Regions from separate parts of the Gossypium arboreum genome. Here region 2 is linked to region 1. A link is a contact called in public Hi-C data. All regions are on one chromosome and are shown on one strand. The core of a region is the stretch at or near the end of the contact, and the rest is flanking DNA. Distances in the headings are between cores, read along the strand shown.

Region 1 (3,992 bases), core at 1,020-3,519:
TTCAGATATGAATAGTAAATTACATAAATTAACTGTATTTTTTCTGTAAACTCCGGTAATGCTCTATAACCCTGTTCCGGCGACGGATATGGGTTAGGACTGTTACAAACAATCTCTTCAAGGACATCCTTTGTTATCATGGTTGTTGGGCAGAACCTTTTTACAAAGTCTCACAAAGGCTTATCCTCACGTTTTTTGATGGACATAACGTATGTAGGTGACTGTTTCAACATTTTGTTTGCTAAGAACCTACTCATGAACAAGTCTGTCAACTATTAAAAGTTTGAAATAAAATGTTGCGGAAGTTGTAAGTATCATACATGTGCTTAATCCTTCAATGTCATTGAGAATACTCTATGTTTAACCTCATCTAAGGCTCCAAAAATGTTCATGTGGTTTACATAATGAACCAAACGATCTTGGGGATTTCACTGAACATTATACATCATCTTTGGAATTTGAAGGTAAGGGGACAATGTCGCAATATTTTTTCATGTAGAGGCTTACTTTTTTACTTTTTAACTAGTTATGAGGCTTCAACCTTCAGGAAATCCCTTATATGCTTTTCTAACTTCTCTATTTTCCGCTCTAAGGTATTTTAGTATAATAACTATAACTATCATTATCTTCTTTTTCATAGCTATTATCAAATTCAATATCATCTACCAAATCATCATTACCTTAGTTTGCATGCCGACGTCTATGCTAAGAATGAATGGATTCCTCCTCCCTTTTGTGATGGATCTTGATCATGGATCACTTTGCATACTCTCAATTCTTCTATTAGCCTTTCGTTCTTTGTGTTTCTTTCATTTGCTTGCCTCTATTTATGCATTTGCTCTTGTATGCTTTTGGTGCTCCTCATATCTTCTCTGTTGTGAAGGCAGTTACTCCTCCATAACTTTCATCCTTTCTTGTATGTCCAAATACTATCAATTTCCTGACTGTAAATAAATTTTATTAAACACATGTTTGATTCTTGGATATGTACTTTTTAATCTTTTTATTTAAAGATTAGATTAGAGTAAATAAAAATTATATAAAAGTATGAAAGGATTATATAAAAGTATAAAAAAACAAAAGCATTATTATCATAATATAAGTTAGTTATCATTTAAAAGAAAGCATGAAAGGACAAAAGCTCGATCAACCCATAATACTAAGTTAAAGGTTTTATAATAAGTATAGATATTATTTATAATAATAAATAATTGTCATTAAAATTTATCTTTCACATAAAATAATTAATTATTTTAATTTTTAAAATTTTAAAATTAATTATTTTTAATTAATATCATTATGCAAGAAATTAAATATTTTTCACTTGAATAAAATAATGGGCGATAAAAATTATAATTATAAAAGTACCATGGAAGCCCCTATACTAGGAGTTAAATTACATTTAGCCTATTCTATTAAAAAATGGTCAAATTAACCTCTATACATTAGAGGAAAGTGCAAATTGATCATTCTATTAAAAATTCACCGTTAAAAGATGACGTCGAAAATAATATCCAAGGTAAAATTAACTTTTATTTGAAAGAAAAAGCATAAAACCCAATGTAGTAAAAGTATCATGGAAGCCCCTACAGTAGGAATTAGATTGCATTTTCCCTCTCTATTAAAAAAATGAACAAATTAGTTCTCGTACGTTAGATAAAAAAAGAAAACTAGCCATTCTATTAAAATTTCACCAATTTCTACTGTCAAGCATTGATATGACTAGCTGAGCAACTAGAAAATGGCACATGAAGTGCCACGTGTATCTTATGCTATTGTGACAATATTTAAACAAATTTAAAAATCTAAAAAAAGTTTTTATAATCATGATATCGACATGGTTTTTCAAATTATTATTAAAATTATAAAAAATTAGAAAATTATAGGAAAGTATTTAAAATGATAAGAAATTGTTAAAATTATTAAAAATTATTAAAAATAATGTTAAAATGAACCTTAACAAATGTTTGTTTAAGGTAAGATGAACCTAGACAAACAATTATCTAGATTTATTTTGGAGTGGAAACTTAAATAATTATAAAAAATTATAAAAATTTATTTTTAAAAATTATTTATAAAAATTTATATGAGGTAATTTAGAATACAGAAATAAAATGCAATTCTAAAGAAGTCATCTAAAAATAAATATGATTAAATATAGACTTAAGAGTGAAGCAGAAATAGAAGCAGAGATTAATTAGTAAGTAGATGAAGACAAAAGACCCTTGAATCAAATCAAATCAAGGACGTAAAAAGGACAATTCAATAGTATAATAGCTATAGACTAATAGTATATTATTGTAGCATACAATTGTTATTAAGGCGAGAAAAAAAAAATATAAGAAAGATAGAAAGCAACGTCGAGAAAGGGACAGAAGGTTTTGTCAGTGCAGAAAGGGCTGAAAGAGGCCGACGGAAAAAGAGAGAGAGAAACAACGAAAGAAAGAAAGAAAGAGAAACCTGTCTCTCTTTCTTTCACACTCCTATGGTGTAAACTCTCTCTCTCTCTCACACACACAGTCGCCCACACGACGTCGTCCTCACCTTTCCTTCCTTCCTTCTTTCCTTCGAAACTTCCCAAAACCAAATAGCTTCTCCATCCCTTCCCTCTGCCATTAATTGAATAAACTCCAAACTATATAACTTTAAAAAAAAAAAAAAGAGATTAAATAAATCAAAGAGGAAGAGGAATCTCTATGGTTATAATTTATAAATTAGTCGTCTGAGTCAACTCACCCCGAGTTATGGGCTGCTGCGAATCCACCTTTCTGAGAAGACCCGATTCACTGCACAAAACCAATCACCACCACCACCACCACCTCTACAACAACAACACCAACACCAATTGTGTCACTCAGACCAATAATGGCCCTTCCTCACTTTCCAATGCTGGAAAAGATTCCCTTGCCGGTGGGGCTGCGGGCTTCCCTGATTTCTCCGAGTTCTCCCTTGCTGAGCTCAAGGCTGCCACAAACAACTTCAGTTCCGATTTCATCGTCTCTGAATGCGGTGAAAAGGCCCCCAACGTGGTCTATAAAGGCCGCCTCCAAAACGACAATAATCGACGTTGGATCGCCATCAAGAAATTCACTAGATTAGCCTGGCCCGATCCTAAACAATTCGCCGTATGCTTTCTTTTTTTGTTGAACCATTTCCATTTTTAGGGTTTCCCTTCTTCTGATTTTCTTTTGTTTTTTTTAATCTCTTTTTCTGTTTATCATTAAAGGATGAAGCTCGCGGTGTTGGAAACCTTAGACATAAGAGAGTGGCTAATTTGATTGGGTATTGCTGCGATGGCGACGAGAGATTGCTTGTTGCTGAGTACATGCCGAATGATACCCTTGCAAAGCATTTATTTCACTGTATGGTTCCAATTTTTACTATCACTTTTTTTTTTCCTGAACAAAAGTAAACTAAATATAATTAAATTTGAGTGCAATTATTATTTCCTCTGACCTAACTTGTTGGGTGTTTATTGATGTCTTCTGTTAAATTCTTGTTTCCAGCTAATGTCTCTGAACCAGTTAGATCCTGCATGATAATATCTTTAAGTTATCACCTTAAGTCATGCTTTTCAAGTAACATAAGTAAAAATGTAAAATCATATTGTGTTGCCATATTGTCTTCCTTTTAATGTTTCAGTTTTTGGCTTGAAAATAATTTCTGTTCTTTATTTGCTTGATAGGGGAGAACCAGACTATTGAGTGGGCTATGCGGTTGAGAGTTGCTTTATACATAGCTGAAGCATTAGATTATTGTAGCAGCGAAGGTCGTCCATTGTACCATGATTTGAATGCATATAGGGTTCTCTTTGATGAGGTATTGCAACAAAACTCTCTTTTTTTAGCTCTTTGTATTTGTTTTGTCGAGCTTATTAATAACCTTTTTAATGGTTTTTGCAGAATGGCGATCCTCGACTTTCATGTTTTGGTTTGATGAAGAACAGCAGGGATGGAAAAAGTTATAGTACAAATCTTGCATACACGCCTCCT
Region 2 (3,992 bases), core at 435-2,934, 360 kb after region 1:
GAGTAAAAGTATCACAAAGTTTCATGTATTATTTTTAGATTACATTTTAGTCATTTTATTAAAAAATAGATAAATTGATTTTTGTACGTTACATTAGTGACAAAACAACCCGTTAAGTGCTTGTTTTAGTGATTATATATAATGTATAAAGATAAATTTAACCCTCTATCTTTATACATTTATTTAATTTAACCTCTATTTTTTATTGAAAGTAAATTATTTTTAAAATTAATAGGACAAAAAATCAAAAAGCATAATAAAAATTAAAAAGAAATCATTTAAACCTTTTAAAATTTATAAATTATTAAAAATCATAAAGAAAATTTATAAAAAATTATAAAATTTAAAATTATTAAAAATAACAATATCCAACCTTTAAATTTTAATGGTCATAACAGTATTTTTAATTTTTAACAATTAAATTTTAATGGTCATAAGATTTTAATATCCAACTATTAAATTTTAATGTTCATAAGATTTTCAACACCCAGTATTGTTAATTTTAATAAAAAATTTATAATTATAATTTTTATAATTTTTAATAATTTTAAAATTTAAAAGAGTTTAAATGATTTTTTTAATTTGTTGCTAAGGCCTCTTTTATTCTTTAGTTTTATTAGTTTTAATTTTTTCTAATTTACTTCTAATAAAAGAGTAGGGTCAAATTGAATAAATGTATAAAAGTTGAAGACTAAATTTATTCTTATATCTTATATATAAACACCAAATTTAAATTTTAACGGATGGACTTGCTCGCTCATCTAACTTAAATGTGTTAATTTGTTTTTTTAATGAATGGACTAAAATGCAATCCAAGGTATATAGTAAAAGAGTTTTGTAAGACTTTTACTTTTTAAGGTGTCAAAGTCCTATTATTGATATTACCCAAATAAAAAAAAAACCTATTATTAATTATTTTGTTGGTAATATATTGGCATAATTACTTACGGGCTCTCCAACTTTATAATAATAATAAGTCAATTTAGTCTTTCATTTAATTTTTCGCCTTAAACTTATATTTTTTTAAATCACCCTAAAATGGATAGAAAAATTAAATTTTTTAACTTGATTGACGTATACACGTAAATTTTCACGTGGATGATATACCAAGATTTAATTAATTTTTAAAATTTTAAAAATTTTAAAATTATAAATTATAAAAATATTTTTAACACTTTTAATATTTTAAAAATTAATTAAATCTTGACATGTCGTCATATGGCAATTGTATGTATGCCACTTCAATAAAGTTAACAAACATTAATATTTCTATTATTTTTGAGTAATTTAACATAGAAATGTAAATTTAAAAGTTAAAAAAAACAAAATAAATAAATAAATTTTTTTAATGTTATTGGGCAAAATTAATCATTAGTGATAATATATTATCTTTACAAAAGTGACCAATCTCAAAACTACAAATAAAAGAAATGTGACAAATTAAATAATATTTTAAAGTAAATTAAAAAGAAAAATGAGGTCACGGAAGAGTAGGATGGCGGGCGACGACCAGGTACTGTGCGATATGTGATAAATAGCAGATAAATCCACACGTGGCAACACAATCAAACACGTTCCTCTATTACTCAATTTGATCTTACGACAAAAGTTCAACTTTGTTTCCATCCAACGACCAAGATCGTGCCACCTAAGGATTCAGACCCACGCGGACTGTTCAAAAGACCTAAACTAGCTCACTCGCTTATGTGACTGCCCATACTTCGCTGTCTTACAGTATAAAATTGATTCTTCTACCAGCCGACTTTATTTGAAGAGTAGAAAAATAAAATAAAAAAAAAACATTGGAACTGCAAATCCATGGCGGAAAACATGAGCTTGGCAATCGATCCAAGGAGTGGCTTTTTCCGGTCCAATTCTACCTTCTACAGCAAGCGCAAACCCATTCCACTCCCCAAGAACGACTCCCTCGATGTCACCACATTTATCTCGGCTCGGGCGCACCACGGTAAAGTTGCCTTTATCGACGCCGCTACCGGCCGCCATCTCACCTTCTCGGAGCTTTGGAGGGCTGTTGATTCCGTCGCCACGTGTCTTTCCGACATGGGAATCCGGAAAGGCCATGTGGTTCTACTCCTTTCACCCAACTCCATCTTCTTCCCCATTGTTTGCCTCTCTGTTATGTCCCTGGGCGCTATCATAACGACCACCAACCCTCTCAACACGGCTAATGAAATCGGGAAACAAGTCGCCGATTCTAAGCCAGTTCTCGCCTTCACTATTCCTCAACTCCTCCCTAAATTAGCAGGCTCCACCATCCCGATCGTGCTTCTAGAAGATCACGTGAGCAGTCAGGCTGGGGAAGCGAAGATTGTAACAACTTTACATCAGATGATGAAGAGGGAACCGAGTGGGAGTCGAGTGAGGGACCAAGTCAACCAGGATGACACGGCGACTCTGCTTTATTCCTCTGGTACGACAGGTGCTAGCAAGGGAGTGGTTTCATCTCATAGAAATCTTATAGCCATGGTACAAACGGTTATAAACAGGTTCAGCATAGAAGTAGGAGAAAAGTTCATCTGCACGGTTCCTATGTTTCACATCTACGGCTTAGTAGCCTTTGCCACTGGGCTGTTGGCCTCTGGATCAACGGTCATAGTTTTATCGAAGTTCGAGATGCACGACATGCTATCAACCATCGAGAAGTACCGGGCAACCTACCTACCTCTGGTGCCACCAATTTTGGTGGCGATGGTAAACGCCGCCGATCAGATACGGAAGAAGTACGATCTGAGTTCGTTGCATTCGGCGTTGTCAGGTGGGGCACCGCTTAGTAAAGAAGTGATTGAGGGTTTTCTGGAGAAGTATCCGAATGTAAAGATTCTTCAAGGGTACGGCTTGACTGAGTCAACTGGGATTGGTGCGTCGACGGACTCATTGGAAGAGAGCCGAAAGTATGGTACGGCGGGGATGTTGTCGCCTAGCATGGAGGCTAAGGTTGTGGACCCGGATAGTGGTAAGGCTTTGAACGTGAACCAGACGGGTGAGCTTTGGCTTAGGGGCCCCTCCGTTATGAAAGGTATTATCCTAATTATTAATATCCTTTAAAGCCACTAAAACCAAGGGTTTGAATATTCTCTTACTTCCTATGTACTTTGTGGACTTAATTTAGTTTTTTATGAACCATAATAGGAATAGGAATAGGAATAGGAATAGGAATAGGAATAGGAATAGGAATAGGAATAGGAATAGGAATAGGAATAGGAATAGGAAGAGGAATAGGAAGAGGAAGAGGAATAGGAATAGGAATAAAAAGATGAGTTTCAATATCGTCACACGTCATACATTGATAATAATATCTACTTAATTGAATTAAGATTTTAATATTTTAATATTTTAATATTTGATTATTGTTAAATGTGATATTTTAATATTCAAAATTAGTCACTAATCTTACTTTAGTTAACATCATCAATATAGTGAATCGCTCTTTAATTTTTAAAAATAAAAAATAGAGGTAAATGTATTATGAAAGTCCCTAAGCTCTGTACGAGTCATTATTTTGTTCTTTTACTTAAAAATAGAAATAAATTAATCTATGTATATTAGATTTAAGAGTAAATTTATCCTTTTGTAAAAATTTTCACCCATATATACATTAAAAACTGATGTAGCTAATTAAATAATCAGATAGTGACATGTGGCGTGCTAGGTGGACTTTATGTTAATATATAGAAACCAGTTTTTAATGGTGGACTTTATATAGTGACATGAAATTTTTAAAAGAATGGTCAGTTTACTCTTTAATTTAACCTACAGGTATTAATTTGCTTAAATTTTGAGTAGAATGAATAAAATACATTTCAACTCTTAGTATAAGGATCTTCATGTTACTTTTACTGAAAATAGACAAAAGGAATTCATGAAAAACAGAGAAACTGAATTTTTAAAACTCCAAATAGTAGAGGGACTGGGGGCAAATTATACCAAAAGCAAAATGCGCCTTTTTTATCCCATATTCTGACTTTTTCGTG

What was found. A called contact is a pair of places that touch in the nucleus more often than the background predicts.
Region 2: a Hi-C map of leaf shows a contact between it and region 1, with 5 times the contacts expected there. The contact joins the promoter of LOC108458367 here to the promoter of LOC108474133 in region 1. A contact is called at or near these places in 2 of 5 Hi-C or Micro-C datasets (both in leaf).

The regions. Positions count from the first base shown.
Region 1 is chr3:108,676,323-108,680,314 of ASM2569848v2, forward strand. It overlaps LOC108474133 (serine/threonine-protein kinase BSK1-like), which reads left to right and starts at 2,270. Exons shown (of 9, transcript XM_017776054.2): 1 at 2,270-3,125; 2 at 3,227-3,362; 3 at 3,686-3,819; 4 at 3,903-3,992. The coding sequence starts at 2,745.
Region 2 is chr3:109,034,684-109,038,675 of ASM2569848v2, forward strand. It overlaps LOC108458367 (probable CoA ligase CCL5), which reads left to right and starts at 1,685. Exons shown (of 5, transcript XM_017757732.2): 1 at 1,685-3,037. The coding sequence starts at 1,819.